2 separate regions of the Sus scrofa genome follow, and region 1 is linked to region 2. A link is a contact called in public HiChIP or PLAC-seq data. All regions are on one chromosome and are shown on one strand. The core of a region is the stretch at or near the end of the contact, and the rest is flanking DNA. Distances in the headings are between cores, read along the strand shown. Region 1 holds the start of ORC3 (origin recognition complex subunit 3). Region 2 holds the start of SYNCRIP (heterogeneous nuclear ribonucleoprotein Q).

The links. HiChIP or PLAC-seq counts read pairs in DNA pulled down with a chosen protein or histone mark.
Region 1: a contact with region 2 is called in an H3K27ac HiChIP or PLAC-seq map of skeletal muscle. The contact joins the promoter of ORC3 here to the promoter of SYNCRIP in region 2. A contact is called at or near these places in 1 of 5 promoter capture datasets (liver) and 1 of 2 datasets of contacts at active chromatin or transcription factors (skeletal muscle).

Annotation. Positions count from the first base shown.
Region 1 is chr1:55,980,445-55,983,645 of Sscrofa11.1, reverse strand. ORC3 (origin recognition complex subunit 3) reads right to left here and starts at 1,514. Exons shown (of 20, transcript XM_021089812.1): 1 at 1,402-1,514. The coding sequence starts at 1,425. It overlaps RARS2 (probable arginine--tRNA ligase, mitochondrial), which reads left to right and starts at 1,552. Exons shown (of 19, transcript XM_021089854.1): 1 at 1,552-1,674. The coding sequence starts at 1,639.
Region 2 is chr1:54,596,722-54,600,407 of Sscrofa11.1, reverse strand. SYNCRIP (heterogeneous nuclear ribonucleoprotein Q) reads left to right here and starts at 2,002. Exons shown (of 12, transcript XM_021089679.1): 1 at 2,002-2,086.

The sequences.
Region 1 (3,201 bases), core at 265-2,764, 1.4 Mb before region 2:
CTGTCACTTCTTCCTTTCTAGAGCCACCTGCAATTTGGTAAAGGAAGAGGAACTATGAAGGCATGAGCTAGGAAGAGTGCTAGGAATAGATCCTAATGTATGGCCATGGGAGTAATATTGTTAACTACTTTGAACTACTGATCAAGTGATGGTGCTGGAGATGGAAAAGGTTGGGAGGAGAGCAACAGCCACAAAGTGTAACAAGGAAAGAGAAGTTTAGACAGGAAAAAAAAAAAAAATTTGCAAAAAGCATGCTGACAGTTCCATGAACCAATGAAATAAAAAGAGACCTTATTTATGTAAGGTCTCCTTCATAATCATCTCAATAAAAGAGTTTCTGTTGTAATGCTCTAAATGCCTTCCTGAAAAGAAAAAAAAAAAAAAAAACCCTCTCACAATTTTGCAAGATATAAAAAAATCTCAGGCAACAAAAAGGATCAGGGACAGACTTCCTAAAAGCTATGGAACTTCATAACCAGGACAAAACAAAAACAGTACCAATCCTAATAAAAAAATACTAGCAGTTAAATATCTTCTTGCAGAGTCCTGGTTGTGGCTCAGAGGGTTAAGAACCCGACTTTGTACCCATGAGGATGCAGATGATCTCTGGCCTCACTCAGTGGGTTAAGGATCCAACCTTGCCACGACTGTGGCATAGGCTGCAGCTTGGATTAGACCCCTTGCCTGAGAAGGCCCATATGCCACAGGTGCAGCCCTAAAAAAGAAAAAAAAAACAAACAACTTCTTGCATTTGCACCTGGCATCACAGTACCCCAAAACCCTATCGCTTGTAGTTCTTCCTTGGTATGTAGTCTTGGAAGGCACTCTCATAATTTTAATTTTAATCAAAATTAAAAATTAAATCCATGGTATAGCCTTCTTCACTAATTTACTGTTTCAACATAGACACATCTTCGCAATTTCTTCACCAGCATTTTCAGCTTTATTAGACAGCTTAACTTTCCGAGGCTTCCGGATACACTCTCAATATTACTAAAGGTCTTACTTGGTCTGTAGCAGCACTGTCTAATAGAATTTTCGGTAATGATGGAAATATCTGTGCTTATTTAGTTTACCACTGTATCTCGGTACCTGTGTTCGGCGCACAATAAATATTCATGAGAAGGAAAAAGGAGGGGGGAATGGCGCACATCCTCGAAGCATCTGAGCTCCACAAACCATAGCTTACAAAGCCTCAGAGCCAAAACACTAAGATGGATCGGCGTCTTCTCTCTCTAAGCAAAACTGGCCTTCAAGGTATGCGAAGAAAAGACGCCTCCAGCTCGGCCAGCCGCTACCTCCCCTCGAGCCGGTACACTGAGGTCTATGTAACCTCCACTTCATCCCTTCTTTACAAGGGAAGTCCTAGCAGAGTCCTAGTGGGTGCCAGCCCCCACATACCTTGGACACCGACGAGGTGGCCATACTCCCAGCGATCCACGGAACTCCAGATGCACTCGGGATTTCCCGCGCTCCCTCGCGGCAGCAGGGCAAAGGTTAGTGGCAGTCCACGAGGCTCCTTGATTGGTTGGCAGCACCCTCCGGGGCGGGCTTCCGGCGCGCGGAGGCGGGGCGTGAAGAGGTGGGCTGGGCAGAGCTCTGAACCTTCCCACTGGGATCAGCTTCGTGGAATCAAACATGGCGTGCGGCTTCCGCAGGTCCATCGCGTGTCAGGTACGGACCCGGGAACTGACATAAGGAGGGCCTCCGCGCCCAGAAGGCCTTTCACTTCTGCGGGCGGGTTCCGCGGTAATCCCGTTTGTTTCTTCCGTCTCTTCCCCCCTTTCTGGAAGTGCTTGAGCTACTGGACGCAGACCCCGTGGAGGGTGGAGCCTGCGGTGAAAGTAAACCTTGAAAGGCACATGTTACTTCCCTTACTGTTTACTACCCGACAGCTCAGGGTGCTTTACCGGGGTGGTCATGGTTAGACCTTATAGAATTTAATCTTTCATACATTTGGTGAAGTCAGTGATGAATCTGAAGTTTCATTTGAAAGGATCTAATTTAAAAGCTGGTCATTTCTCTTGCGGTCATTTTGGCCACCTGTCCTAGGGTTATTTTTGGTAACTCCGAAGATAACATGAGACCCTGTTTTTCTTGGTTCAGAAACATTGTTAGCAGAAAACTGTGTTTGCCACTGGCTGTGGAGGCAAAAGACCACCAAGCCAAAGATCCAGAGGATTTATTACTCGCAGCAAGTAAAAACACTGGGGATCTTTCCCCAATTGGTGTTTCCCCAAATAGCAAAATTGGAGAAGCTTTAAGTTAAAGGGTACTCCTGAAGAGGCTTGAGGAGAGAATTCAAGTGTAGAATTGAGGCGAAGGTTGATTATGTCTAAGCTTGAGTTGGTTGAAGTCAGATGGGTCAGAAATGGTCCACATCTCCTTCCTTAGGTTCTAATCAGACTGGGGTCTTAGCTAGTAGTTGCCATCCTCTTTCTGGGTAGGGGGCTTCCTGCAGCAGTAGTCAAAGATGTATCATTATGTATATCACTTGAAAAGGAACTAGAACTTCTGCTTTATCCCTACTCTATTGCCTGACTGCTTTTCCTTTTTTTTCCTCTCCTACATTCCCTCACTTCCCTGATTTACTAATTACAATTACTATTGTTTGAATCTGTCCTTTGGAACTCTGGAAGGTCAGGGGGGCTGAGGCCTTTTTCCTACTTGAAGAAACAGGGAAACTGGAGTTCCCTTTGTAGCTCAGGAGGTTAAGGACCCTATGTCTCTGTGAGGATGTGGATTCGATTCTTGGTCTAGATCAGTGTGTTAACGACTCAGTGTTACTTCGAGCGGCAAAATAAATTGCAGATGCGGCTTGAATTTGGTGTTGCCTTGGCTGTAGCTAAGCCTCAGCTGCCTTTCTGATTGGACCTCTATCTAGCCAAGGAACTTCCATAAGCCACAGGTGCGGCCATAAAAAAAAAAGAAAGAAACTGGGAAACTGAAAGACTTTTGTACACAGGAGGGTCCCATAGGGTTCTGCTCAGTTTCACCCCCCCTCTTTTCTTTGATACTTCTCAATTTTGAGGGGAACAAGTGTTGGACAAGAAAGGGAATAACGTCTTGGGTAGAGAAGTTAATCAAACTTGGCAGTTTTAGGGGGACTTGGTTTCAGTATTTGAACAACTTTGTAATAAAGAAGGGAATGAAACACTGCAACATTAGATTTCATCAGAAGTAATTTTTAGAGTGCATCAG
Region 2 (3,686 bases), core at 753-3,252:
AAGACTGTGTCTTGAATGACTCTCTGGTTTTCAGATAATGCTGCTGGATGCAAGTGGGTGATGTTCATTGAGAAGGGAACTTTGGAGATGAATAATTAGGGGGAAGATCTTGTGCTCCTGGCTTCTTTCGAAATGTTGATTTGGAGTCTGGGGGGGGTGGTTAGACAAATAAATTAGAGGTCAAACAAGAACTAAAGATATTGGAGTTCCGTTGTGGCTCAGTGGTTAACAAATCCGACTAGGAACCATGAGGTTGTGGGTTCGATCCCTGGCCTTGTTCAGTTGGTCAAGGATCCGGCATTTCCATGACCAATGGTGTAGGTCGCAGACTCGGCTTGGATCCTGAGTTGCTGTGGCTGTGGCTGTGGCTGTGGCGTAGGCTGGTGGCTACAGCTCCGATTCAACCCCTAGCCTGGGAGCCTCCATATGCTACGGAAGCGGCCCTAGAAATGGCAAAAAGACAAAAAAAAAAAAAAAAAAAAAAAGAACTAAAGATATTAATTTGGGAGGTCTGGTCATCTGGTAGATGACTTTGTCTAGTGGAGGCACTTTTCCTTTCTTTTTTTTTAAGGAAAGTTGATCCCTAGGAAGGTCTAAATAAAAAGTGTTGGTTAGTTCAAATCTATTATTTTTCGGAGTTCCCGTCGTGGCGCAGTGGTTAACGAATCCGACTAGAAACCATGAGGTTGCGGGTTCGGTCCCTGCCCTTGCTCAGTGGGTTAACGATCCGGCGTTGCCATGAGATCCCGAGTTGCTGTGGCTCTGGCGTAGGCCGGTGGCTACAGCTCTGATTCAACCCCTAGCCTGGGAACCTCCATATGCCGCGGGAGCGGCCCAAGAAATAGCAACAACAACAACAAAAATCTATTATTTTCATTATTTAATTTATAGGATTACCCACTTTTATGCCACGAAACTCCAGTAGTAAGGGATTTCAGATAATGGAAAGCTCAGATCTTTGCTAAATAGATTGATTGGATAGATAGTCAAAATATTTCAAAAATTTTATATCTTGATCCAGTTACCTATAAAATAATCTGGCATATTGTGTGCTTAAGCACTTTGAAGAGTATTCATCTAACTTTTCCTTGAACCACTGATTTTCTGTCATAGCATAGAGACTGTTTAGGGAAACAGTGAGCTTTAAAAATAAACCTGATTTTTAATTAAAAGGACACTATTCCTTTTTTTATTACAGCTGCATTATAAAATTAGTATCCATACCGCGTCTGAAATTCAAACGTCTTTGTCTTGTCTTTCTTGTACCTAGTATACCGTTACAAAAGAAATATCACTTCAGTTAGGATTTTTTTCCTCCTTTTTTTTTTAAACTTTAGTATAGTTGATTTCCAATGTTCTGTCAATTCCTGCTATAATGACCCAGTTATACATACATACATACATTGTTTTTCTCACTTTATCCTCCATCGTGTTCCATCACAAGTGATTGGATATAGTTCCCTGAAGTTAAAATTTAATTGCTAAGATTTTTGAAAAGAAATACAGATGTGTTCTTCACACTTGTCCTAACCACTGAGCTTTGTGAGGCGTCAAGTTGCTCAAACTGTGCTACAAGGAAGCCCTTTACTGCTCAAAAGGCCAGGGACCGAAACGGAGTACTGCACAACTCTTCATCACCCCTGGTTTGGCTTCCAAATGTGGCTTTCCTATCATCCCAAAGCGGGAGCCGCTCCTCGCTCCACTAGAGCCAGTCTGTTCCCCCTCAAAAGCAGCCGGGGTTTCCTCGTCTGAGCTTTGGGCGCCCCTCCTTCTGTCCAAGGTTCCCGTGGAAGAGCCACGCGGGCGCAGGGCCCCGGGAGTCCCCATTGTCCAGCCAGGGAGACCCAGTCTCCCCTAGAGGAACTCCTGCACTGGAGTCGGGCCGGACAGGTTGACCAAAGGTCCCCGGGTCTCCGCGCCGCTCCCCTCCCCCGTCGCCCCATTGTCTGTCTCGCCCCGCCCCGGGGGACACGTGCGCCTGCAGCTTCCCGAGCTAGGAGAGCGCGGGGCGGCGGCGGCGTGGACACCGCCTGGAACGGCTACGCGGCCGCCGCGCCGGGGGTGGGGGCCGGGCGCGCACGGACCGGTGGGTATCCTATGGGGAACTGCGGTCGCATCCCGTGCCCCCTGCCCCGGTTCCCGGCCGGCCCGGGACGGGGCGGGGGGTGGGGCAAGCGGGAGCTCGATGGGGGTGGCGTGCGCGTGGTGCCGCGATGGGGGTGGGGTGGGGCGGGGTGGGGAGATGCCTGTCTCCTGACAAAGGAGAACGAGTGGGACATGCTGAGCCGGCCCGCCCCGCCCCGCCCGGAGGGGAGCGGGAGGGGGAGTGTCGGGAGGGAAGGGGCGGGCCTTTCATTCACTCCCGGCCCCTCCGCCGCCGGAGCGGAAGGGCGGGGTCTCGCGCCCCCCCGCCCCCCCGGGTGGTGAAGAGCGAGGGAGGTGGTGGGGCGTGAGGGCGGAGCCCGAGGGCGCGCATCCTGAAGCGCAGGCTACGTCGTCACGTCAGCGCGGGAGAGAGAAAGAGAGGAGCCTACTCGGCAGGGCCTGGGGAACGGGGTTGTGAGAGCGAGGGAGGGAGCAAGCGAGCGTGCGAGCGTGGAGGGGAAGGGCGGCCACTCGTGCTTGAGCGGCTGCGGACGGCAGTGGGGGAGAAGAGCAGGGAGGGCAAGAAGCAAGGCCTAGAGAAGAAGGCGGACAGAGGCTTGTGGTGGTGGAAGAAGGAGAAGGAGGAGCTGGAGGAGGGCAGGGGCTGAGGGAGTGAGTGAGAGAAGCGGACGCGCGAGGGAGGGGAGGGGAGGGAAGGGGGGGTCACGCGGAGGCGCGCGCGCGCACCGGGAGCGCGCTCGGAGGCGAGTGGAACTGGATCGGGTTTGCTGCCAGCGGCGTGAGCTTCGGCCGCCATTTTACAACAGCTCCACTCGCGCCGGACACAGGGAGCAGCGAGCACACGTTGCCCGCAACCGGATCTCCTCGGACAGGATTCCTCCGCCGCAGCCCAACGGGGAGGTAACGACCGCCGGGACCCGGGTCTGGGGGGGAGCTCCGTGACATTGTGGAGTGAGCTGGGGGAGGGCGGTGCGGGGAGAAACCGGCTTTTCTGGAAAATGGATTCCAAGGGAGAGAGGAGCACGTTGACTGGGTTGCTTGGGAGTAGGCCGCGGTCCGCGCCGCCACTTCCTCCTCCCCTCCATGTGCTGCCGCCGTTCGGGCTTTGTCTGCGGCGCTCCTGGGAGGAGGCGGCCCCGTGGCCCGCGCGGACCGCGAGTGGCGGCGGAGTTGGTGCTGTCGTGGCCGTCGCCGCGGCACGGGAGTGGGCGGAGAGGAGCCGATCCCGTCCCGTGGCCGCGCGGCGGGCCTGGGTGGTGTTCGGGGTCCGGCGGGCGTTGGGCAGTTCGCGGAACGCCCTCACGCCGCAGGCTTGCCGGCTCCGGCTCAGGGGTGGCACCGCCAGCCCCCGCACCGCAGTCACTGCCAGGACCCACGATGGGTAGGGGCTCGCGCCACGGCTCACATCTCGGCGGGGCGGCCGGGGTGGCCGGCGCCCGGGGCAGAGAGAGCCATGTGTCACGGCCGAGACGGCGGCGCTGGGGGGCGGGGAGAGCCCGTGGCCTGGCGCCGCCGCGGCCTCGGTGTCCGCGAGGGGCGAGCTTGTGCTGCTGCTGCTTGCTGGGGGCTCCGACCGCGGC